Linked DNA regions of Sus scrofa: region 2 is linked to region 1. The links are chromatin contacts, called in public Hi-C maps. All regions are on one chromosome and are shown on one strand. Each heading gives the region's core, a stretch centred on a gene start, on an enhancer-like site or on the middle of the called end of the contact. The rest is flanking DNA. Distances are from core to core; before and after follow the strand shown. Region 1 holds the start of ZNF514 (zinc finger protein 514). Region 2 holds the start of NPHP1 (nephrocystin-1).

Region 1 (5,339 bases), core at 1,486-3,985:
ATAATACAAAATAAGACCACAGAGGGATAGAGGGCTTTGGGGAAGAAGTTACACCTCTTCCCTTACCCTTGGGAGCCAGCTTAGAGGCCAATTCTTCCAGCTCTGTGGACCCAAGCACTGTTAGGGTACTGCAACATATTTTGAGAGTCCCTCTATTATAGGGCTTTGTATAACTCTGTCCTTAAAGCCTTCAAACAAAAAACTAACCCCAACCCCATGCTGGTTAAGGCCACCAATAACAAAAGCAAAAGCATGGAGGTAGGCAAGCAGCAGATTATATAGCACAGGTCAGGGCTTCCCAAACTTGAATGTGCATATGGACTCCTGAGGATCTGGCTACACACGCTGGTTCAGCAGATGAGGGGTAGAGCCTGAGAGTCTGCATTTCTAAAGAGCTTCCAGGAAAGGCCTGTGCTGCTGGCTTACAGACCACAAAGCATAGAGGGGAAAAAAGGGGGTGAGAGGCCCAGAGATTTGGCCTAGTTCTCTCCTGGCCATTTTTATGCCCCTGAGCATGTGGTTATATGAGGTGCTGATCATGTACACTGCTGACCTCCTATGGAGGTGAGCTAGAAAAATATTATTACTTAATGAAGTGATAAAGGAAGTGACTGGCAAGGCTCCAAATGGCCCCACTGTCCTCTGATCCCTGGCCAAGGGCCAGTCCCTCACAAGTTTGTTTACCCTCTCCCTGCCACAGCAGGAAGAGATCCTCTCCTGCTCTTCCCCCTCTCCTCTGCCCTTTGGGACGAGTCTCCCATGGCCATCCCCTCCACCGTGTTCTCTGGATGTTGGGACTTTATGCTCCCGAGCCTGGGAGGTTAAGCACCATCACAGGGAAAGCAGCCGCAGTCTCTGCCCCTCCAGTGGGATTCCGCGGCCATTTCTTAGGGTCCATCTCCTCCTAGGCCCAGTACTAACTCCCCAAGAGGGTTCTACCCCGTAACTCTCCAGAGCCAAACCTGATGCTGTGGAGTCCATAGCTGGGGCTAAGGGGTGATGTCCTTTTACTAGGTCCAAATTTCTGTCCTTCGGCGCGTCCCGGCGGTCCTCCCGAGGTTCAGGGAGCAGGGAGCAAGCTGGGTGACACTGGGCATTCCATCACCGGCGCAGCGACCTCTAGCCGACTCGCAGGGCCCAGAAGAGAACTATCAAACCCCGACATATCCGCGTGCAGTGCGGCCGCTGAGGCGATACTCTTCTCTCCCTCCCAGACCTCTCACAAGCCCAGCTTCCAATTACGCTCCGCCGTCCTCCTCCTCCTCCTCCTCAGGACCAGGCTCTGGAACCCAGTGCCCATGAAGACCACCAGGAAATACGGCCACAGCGACACCTGCGATACCGGTGCCCCGCGCTTCCCCGCAGCTCCGAGACGGCAGGGATTCCGGGGAGAACCTCACAGTTGCAGCTCGGCCCTTGCAAGTCTGCACCCACCTCCAGGCCTCCACAGCCCTTCGCAGGCGGGCAGACCGAGGGACACTCCCAACTGCTTCGGGTTCGGGGCGTGGCACCCAAGTCAGGCTGCGAGCCGGGAGTCGCGAGACCCACAAAGATCGGAGCCACGCCCCCGCCCGAGCCCCCTCTCCCCCGACCCTTCAGGAGCCTGCGCAGACCCGCCGCCAACCGAAGATCGCTGGAACGTGCGTCGGGGGTGGGTCCACGGGAGGGGAGGAGCCGGCCAGAGCCACAGAGGTTTAGGAATGTGGAGTGTTGGGTTTCGATAAGGGGAGGGAACTAGCGCACCAGCGATCTGGTTGGGAGTTTAACTCTGCTTCACCCTAACCCCTTCACCGGCTGGGAAGCGGAAGCAGCTCCTGTATTGCGAGTGGCTCTTGTAGCCGGGCCTACAGCTCGGTTTGGGGCTCTTCAACAAAAGAAGCCACTGGGCACTTGTTAAAAAAGAGAAGCCTGGCGCCTACCCGAGTTTGCTAAATAAGGATTTCTATGAGCCTCTCCGGACGTGTGTATTTCTTAACAAGTGCCTAGGAGATCCTGATGGCTCATTGCGAGCTACTAGCTGCTCTTCTACAGCTAGCCCTTTGCCTCTTCGTCTTTCTCACTGCCCCTGGTTTTGAGTTCACGGGAAGGGTGCACTCAAAGATGGGAGGGCTTTGGACTCCCTCTTGCTCTGGAAATGAGTAATATTTAGGATCTAAAAGAAATGGAGAAACAGTCTGGATATTAAAACGATTCTCTGGACGCAGTACCCAACCAGAGAGGGCACTTGTGAGGACTGAGAGGTTGGTTTGTAGGCCCTCTTTAGGGATTCAAGGACAAATAACCTATTAAATCAGAACAAAAAGGCCGTTCTTCTTCCTTGCTCTTTCAGTGGGTTTCACTTTTCTATCAGCACTTCTGGTGGCACAGATGGCCAGGATGGTACAGCAAGTGAGGCAGTAAGCCCTTTTTCTCCAAAGCAAGGGAGGCAGAGAAGGGGGGCTGCCTGGGAACCATAACTGGCAAAGGAGTTTCTGTTCTCTTCTTTGCTCTAGAACCAAAAAGGTGAAGGTACAGATGCATGAGAAAAGAGTGGCTCATTGGTGGCTAACATGGTAGAAATGGAACGGCTTCAGATGAACTCGAGAGGCACTGCATGCCCCTGGTACCTTTTCCTGTAGGCACTGGCCTGCTACAGTGCCTGAAATTTCCCACTCTTAAATTCAGTCCTTTGGGACAGACCTTGAGCTAGAGGCCCTTGTTAACAATGCACATTTGTTACCCAGCAGAGCTCATCAATAGCTTAACAGGCTTATCTTCTCCCTAACTCAGAGCACTCTGCCATTTGGTGCCAATTGCTGTGGGAGCCCCAGTCCCCAGCAGCCAGATGGTTTTTCCCATTACCCCCAACATTCCCTTTTGCTGCTGCTTTGTACTCAAACCCTTCTCCCACCCAAACCATTTGTGATGACTGCTGTATTCTGTCCCTAGGTTTGCCTTTTCCAGAATGTCATATAAACAGGGTTATACAGTATAACCTGAGAGTGGCTTCTTTCACTCAGCATAAAGTTTTTGAGATCCAACCATGTTGTCATGTGTATCAGTAGTTCATGCCTTTTTATTCTCTCCTTTAAGGAAAGTTGTCACAAGGTGCTATACAACAGATCCAATTACATCCTATTTACCAGAATGTCTTGGTTCGTGCACACAAGTCAGAAAAAGAATTTTCTAGCCTAGCAAGGTGAAGAGAAAGACAAGTTTATTGAGATAAGAGATGCTGTTAGTGCAGCAGGATGACTTCCTGATAAACAGGGAGAGCCAACCCAGAGCTCGTGATCCTGTCTGTTTTTATAGCCCAGAGAAAAAGGAGAGGAGAGGTCTTACCATGCACCTGTTGACCTGCTGACTGGCTGGAGAAAGATGGGGTCTTTCAATAGACTTGCTGGTTGGGTGGAGGCATATATTGCCCTTATAAGGGCGGGGTGAGGAGTGGGCCACATACCTTTACTAGTAGGAGTCAGGAAGGAGTAGGCCAGGTTGTTCAAGGTGGGGGAAGGGGCTTTACAATGAGATGGGTGGGGCGATAAGTGTATGGTAGTTTCTGTCTTGGCCAGAGGCTTTTGAGTTCTGTCTCCTTAAAGAGGCTCTGAAGTCCCACACAGAACACAGAACCAGACCTAGCTACCAGGAAATGTAGTCTTTATTCTTGTGTCTGGCTAAGATTCTATTATCACAGAAAATGGAGAGAAAAGATAATGGGAGATAGCAGATTTTAACGAACAGTATTAATTGCAGTTTATCCAGAGGAAAAGCAAATAACAAGAGCATATCTCTAATCCAGATTAGCCTGAAAGAGATGGCTTACTTTAAGGAACTCAAGGAATTTTAGGAAGTAATTAGAAGAAACAAAAACGTGACAGATGGCTGGTGCTTTTGTAAGGCAGGACTGAAGTACAGAGATTATTTCAGGTCCTCTGTGTACTCTGGCAGACAGATTTTCCTTAACTAATCTAGGATGTTAGAGCACCACCATCTCCACCCTTTGACTTACCTGGGTAAGGATCCCCACAGTAAAAACAGGAAACTGTTCACAATTAGGGTTCAGGCATATACAGTCATTTAGGGTGGACTAAAGATGACCCAATGGTGTCCATTTTGAGAAAAAGAAACAAAAGCACAGCAGTAAATTGCTAATCTGAGGTGGAATCAAACCTAGGCATCAGAAGAAGTAATGCTTTTCAGGTATAGTGTAAAACTGTACCTGAATATTTCTCTTCCACCCCATCCACCCAGCTTCTGGTGATATGCATGCCCCTCAGGAAAACAGAACTTGTAGTAAAAAATAAAGAATATTACTACTAAGTAGCCAAATCCCTTTGCTAGGAGACAAACCATCCTTTCCCCACAGACTGAGTAGTAAAACTGAAAACACATCTCTAAAGGGCTATGCTCTTCTGCTATGATAACACCTTCCCCCCCCCCCCCCATGAGGCATGTGGAAGTTTCCTGGCTAGAGACTGAACCCAAGTCACAGTAGGGACCCAAGCTGTTGCAATGACAATGCTGGGTCTTTAACCCACTGTGCCACAAGGGAACGCCCTAAGATAACATCTCTTAAAAAGGCCATATGGTATAAAAGAATGACACTTTCTTTTGAAAAAGAGTGTGGAGAGATGTAAATCTGGGTAAAGAGTACCAGCAAAGAGAAGAAATGCTCAGAGAAATAAGGTCAAGGGGTGTCCAAGAAGAGGGGTCTTAGAACTGCAAGAGGGGGCCTGGGAGGAGCAGGGATTGATGGTAGAAGCAACCTGCAGCAGTTCAGAAGGCAGCAGCATAGGCAACACAGGCAAGCAGAACAGCAGCAAAGCACAGCAAAACTGTCCTTTGAAAGAGAACATTGCAAAGCTATACTCCACTCCTGCCTCCACCTGTTTGGAGAGAAACACCCATGAAAGAAGAATAAAATCCTATATGGCAGGATTTTTTTTTTTAAGGCTACTTATTCTTTGACATGCCATCCCTTTGAGAGGTGAGCTATAATGCCCTCCCCTTGAATCTGGGCAAACTTGTGACTGCTTCAACAGTGAGTGACACAGCAAAAGTGACACAACTGATTCTCAATGCTAGATCATATAAGGCCATGCAGCTTCTGTCTTGTTCATTTGTGTTGCAAAGATGTCACATTCTGACTTTTCCCCTGGACCATGATTTTCCTTGGGGCAGTAACTGTCTTATTTGTGCTGTAACAGCACCTTGTCTGTGGGAGGCAATTTAGGTTTTTTTGAGTGCAAGTGTTGACTTGTTCCGGAAAAGTATTTATCACATTCTCTGTGTAATCTCAAATCTTCCCTGAGGCTATAGATCACTGATTCTTAAGTTTTAGCTGCACATTAGGATCGCCT
Region 2 (5,339 bases), core at 1,094-3,593, 270 kb before region 1:
AATCTATTTTATTTTTAAAATAAAAAGTTCAAAGATGTTTAAACTTTTATTATTATTATTATTATTATTAAAGGAAAAGTATCTTGCCTGCTGTGCAGCTTACTGAATTGAGAGATCTGGATTCTCAAAACTGATATATTAGTGGTTTTGATCAGATAACTTGTTTTTTAAGGATTGGGTGCTAGTTCCTTGGTACAGTTGCAAAGCAGAGTTGGCCTGGAGACAGCTGAATCTTTTTGGCCAGCTGTTTTACTGGAACTGGTCAGGAAAACAAGGGACTGTAAAAATAAATGAAGTAAAGGCGGTGTATGTAAGACCTTTGCACTTCCAAGAGTGGCAGTAAACTCTAAGTGATCTTGGATAAGTTTGTTTTTTTTCTTTCTTTTTTTTTTGGCCGAGCCCATGGCATGTGGAAGTTCCCAGGCCAGGGATTGAACCCAAACCACAGCAGTGACAACTGCTGAATCCTTAACCGCTAAGCCACCAGGGAACTCCAGCACCATGTTAACATAAGAAAATTCAGAAAAGTTGTTTCACAGAAAGCCACTTTTTTCCACTTTCATTCTGTGAATGCAGTATTCAGGGAATGAACCGTTAGTTCTAGAGCTCCATCCCTTCTGGGCTGCAGTTGGCTGAAGTATCCAAGTCACCATTCCTCACTGAGGCTCAAAGAGGTGAGGCCTTTGAGACAAGGTAGGTTTCTTAGGGCACATGCGTGGTGCCCCCAGACTGTTGGTATGTGCCCAGTTAAGCCTCTAGGTTGTGACCCTCTGGGCCTGTTCATGTTCCCAGTGAACCTGGTCTTCCCAGTATTGATTCCTTTCTCATCAGTTAGGTGCAGCACCATGACACACTCATCTCCCTCTCGTGTCTCACCTCAGTGTTCTGTCATGCCTGCCTCTTTACACTGGGCCCATGTGGCCCGGCACTGTGGCGGACAGTTCTCCTTAACGTTGCCTCTCACTGTTTCCCTTCTAGCTCTCTACCCCTTGCCCTACTTAAACATGTTTGGTTTTTTCCCCTGAAAATACTGCTTTACGTGGAGACATTACTTTTTCTGTATTAGCCACTAGATCTACACTATGATTCCCTCAGAAGCTTTTAAATTCTCTTTCAGTGTCATCCGTGAGGAAGCTATACAAAGTTGATATTCATTGTAACGCAGTGATGAAAGAAAATCATAACGAGTTTTATGAAGTAGCTTGTTCTCAGGAGAGACACTGGCCGTAGTGTTCTTTGGTTTTGGCCATCTGGCTTTAAAACTTTCTTGTAGGTTACTCTGATTTCCATAATGGCATCAGGGATGACAACAGAGAGCAATGACTAGTGTTAAGGTGACTATGCTAGGTATTATAAGTCAAAAGAAATGTAAATTAATGAAAAAGAAGGCAGTTAACTGAGTAATCTCATTCCTTACAGCATAGTGAATACCTAAGTGGTTTCCTCAAGCTTGAATGTGCAAATGAAACACTATTATTAAAATATAGATTCTGATCCTGTAGGTCTGTGGTGAAGCCTGAGATTAGGCATTTCTAACATTTTCCCAGGTGATGTCGATGATGTTGATCCAGGACTCATAAGGAATAAATGCTTGTCACTCTGAATTGGGTACAAAAATGTATAAAGTCAAACTCATCTTTCCACCTAAGGTGAACAACAGTTTTTTGCCTCCTTCCTCATACATATACACATACGTAGGGAGTTTGTTTATTTTAACCAACATAGAATTGTACCATCTTCATGACCCTGTAACTGTTCCATTTAAAATATGGAAATGTCTACAAAGCAGGTAGAATTTTTTCATTTACTTATAGACATATATGTAAAATAAATATTTCATAAATGACGGATTGTCTGTAGTGCCTTTTTTTCTTTTTGCTTATCTCTTACAAGATCACTTAGATGTACTGATTTATTAATCCATCTAGAAATACTTTGTAGCACTTAACTACCTCCTTTTTCAGCTTTTTAATAGAAATACTATGGTTATTTACGTGAAGTGTCATGAGCCGTAATGTAGAAAAAATTCAAAATAAAGACATGAGCTACAAAAAGCAAGAGTAGAATGGGTGAGTATATTAGCGGATGTCATAAAATGAAATACCAGAGAGCACTGAGAATGAACAACCATAATGCACATAATGATACAGATGTACAAACATACTGAGTGAAAGAAGCCTAACAAGATGCCAGTACACGCTGCATGATTCCATTACATAGCTCAAAAGGAGGCAAGACAAATTTTTACAGGTGGAAGTTAGGACAATGTTTACTTTTTTTGTTTGTGGTTTTTTTTTTGTTTTTTTGTTTTGTTTTGTTTTTTGGCTGTGCCGTGATGCATACAAAAGTTGCTGGGCCAGGGATTGAACCGAACTACAGCAGTGGTAACACCAGGTCCTTAGCCACTAGGCTGCCAGGGAACTCCTAATGTTTACTTTTGATGTAGGGTGTGGAGGTGGGCAGGGATTAGAAGGTGGGGAGGACTACTAGGGTGATGGTCATGTTCTGTATCCTAATCTGTGATGTTACACGGAGATGGGGGGGTGTTCAGCATGAAAGTTAAGCAAGGTGAGTTCCTGTCACTTTTCTCTATACTGTGAAAAAAGTACGCAAATAGCGTGGCAGTTGGGCCTGTGGAATTGTGTGTTGTACTGAAAAATACTTAATATCGGTGTGGTTCCTCTTGAAAAGTTAGTTCAGATAGTTATTTTTATCCGGTGTAGTGGAAAAAAATTGGAAATTGGGTTTATGGGACTGAGTCCCGCTCAGGAAAATATTACAAACCTCTCTGAGAGATGTAAAATTGAGCTCATAATTACGTGCTCACGGGATTGCTGTAAAACATAAAGAATTACTACTCACAGAACTAAGGGTGAACAAGCAAAACTACAATGAAGTGATAACAAGAAATATCCCAAACGGCAAAGAATTAAAAACTGCCGATTTGAAGTGAGAGTATACGCCAGAACCATGTATGCCATGCTATCCGTGCAGTTAATTTAAGGCATTAAAATTCTTAAATTGTATCTTAAGATTAGTTCCGCAAAACTGGTATCAGAAAACAAATACCTTACCACCGAGAACTCCAACAGGAATGGCGTGACATTAGAGTATTGTGGGACTTGTAGTTTCGGACGCCGAAGGGCATTCCCCCCAACTCCACCCCAGTCCTTCGGGATTGGTGAGGAATAGGTGACTATCTGGGCTGTGAGCCCGAGTACAGAGCTCAGTCCCTGCGGGCTGGCGGGTTACCTTCACCAAGATACGCTCTTCCCGCCTAGCCAGCGGGGCTGTAAGGAGGCGAGACCCTCACGCGGTAGTGACGTCACCTTCCGGCGCCACCTCCTTGGTTTCCCTGGCGACCGGCCTGAGCTCCGCGCCGACTCTAGGGAGATGCTGGCAAGGCGGCAGCGCGATCCCCTCCAGTCTCTGCAGCGCCGCAGTCAGGAACTGAAGAAGCAGGTAAACGTCTGGCAGTCCCAAGGGGGGACCTGGGCTCTGGCAGCGGGCGAGATCTGGGTGGGGCGCACCCTAATCCTGGGAGCCTATCCCAACCCACCTACCTTTTCAAGTTGCAACGCTCCCCCACCCCCAACACCCCAGTACTAACCCCTGGTTCTAACTCCTCACGCTCCCAACCCAATTCGGGGGGGCTAGAAAATCAGGACCCTCCTCACCCACCCCCACCCCAGCCTCCAGCATTTCCATCCCCAACCTAAGAATTCACTTACCTACCTCACGTCCAAATCTAAACTTTTTTTTTTTTTCCTTAGGGCCGCACCAGCAGCATATGGATGTTCCCAGGCTAGGGGTCTAATCGGAGCTACAGCTGGCGGCCTACACCACAGCAGCAGCACAATCCGAGCCGCCTCTACGACCTACACCACAGCTCCTGGCAGTGCGGGATCCTTAACCCACTGAGCAAGGCCAGGGATCGAACCTGCCACCTCATGGTTCCTCGTCGGGTTCGTTAACCACTGCCAGGAGGGGAACTCCCCCAATTTTTTTTTTTTTTTTTTTTGGTCTTTTTGTCTTTTTGCCATTTCTTGGGCCGCTCCCGCAGCACATGGAGGTTCCCAGGCTAGGGGTCTATTCAGAGCAGTGGGCCTACACCAGAGCCACAGCAACGTGGGATCCGAGCCGCGTCTGCAACCTATACCACAGCTCACAGCAACGCAGGATCCCCAACCCACTGAGCAAGGCCAGGGACTGAACCGGCAACCCCATGGTCCCTAGTCGGATTTGTTAACCACTGAGCCACCACGGGAACTCCCTAAATTTTCAATAGTAATCGTTCCACTGTCTCTGTGCCCAACATCGATGGGGGAGAGTGTCATTCTCCATGCCCCCTTTCCTTTATCCCTCCACTATCCCAGTAGTGGAGGCTATTGAGTGTGTCTGCTTCACATGAACCCAAGCAAAATAGGGGTCAAAGGAAAGTCTTAAAAAACACGAAAAATATTAAAACCTGACAAATGAACAAAGGACATGAACTAAAGAAGAAATTCAGGTAACAGGAGAAAAGTAATCTTCAAAGATAATCAAGTAATTGCCAAGGAAATAAGATATCACAAACACTTAAAAAAGCACATACTCAGTACTGAGGAGGCTGTGTTGAAACAGACACTGGCACTGCATTTCCAAAAGCAGTTTGACAAGATGTAGCAAATAGTCATGCTCCTAGGCTGGGTAATTACATTTCTAGGAGTTTACCATACACAGTAATTAAAAAAAAAAATTTGAGGCAGAGGTGGAAATGTGAAAGTATTCATTACAGTATTACTTATAGTAGAAAAGGCTGACTACAACTTAAATCATCAGTAGTAGGGGAATGGAAAAACATGGTGGGGTGTAATGCTGTGATTAAAATTTTGTTAAGGAGATTTTAACGTGTTAGGGAAAATATTTTATAAAATGTCAAGTTAGAAAAAATAACAATGGATAGATAGTATAATACATATTATAAAGACATATAATATTAAATGTATAGCATTTCAATTTTAAAATTTAATATGTAATATGCACACAAAAATGATGGAAACATGCCAGAATGGTAACTCTATGTGGTAGAATGCTAATGACTATTGTGTGTTTCACTTCATACTTTTTGATACTTTCATAACTTTGAACACTCTATATCTAAAAGTTAAGAAAAAAGTAATTAGTAATTAATTGGTTGTTAATTTATTTTTTGAAATTCCTATTTCACTTTGCTAATTTTAGTTTTTATTTTCCATTTGGCCTATTACCAACTTTGTTTCCACTAAATAAAATTACTTTATAATCTTTGGCAGACAAGAAATATACCGAGTGCTCATATTTTATCCAGTTTTGGGCTT

The links. Hi-C and Micro-C count contacts between places; a contact is called where the count stands out from the background.
Region 2: a Hi-C map of liver shows a contact between it and region 1, with 4 times the contacts expected there. The contact joins the promoter of NPHP1 here to the promoter of ZNF514 in region 1. A contact is called at or near these places in 1 of 5 promoter capture datasets (liver) and 2 of 47 Hi-C or Micro-C datasets (heart right ventricle and liver).

The regions. Positions count from the first base shown.
Region 1 is chr3:46,107,314-46,112,652 of Sscrofa11.1, reverse strand. ZNF514 (zinc finger protein 514) reads right to left here and starts at 2,735. Exons shown (of 4, transcript XM_021087083.1): 1 at 963-2,735.
Region 2 is chr3:46,375,283-46,380,621 of Sscrofa11.1, reverse strand. NPHP1 (nephrocystin-1) reads left to right here and starts at 2,343. Exons shown (of 20, transcript XM_013995823.2): 1 at 2,343-3,462. The coding sequence starts at 3,394. LOC100521082 reads left to right here. Exons shown (of 2, transcript XM_003124818.4): 2 at 1-47.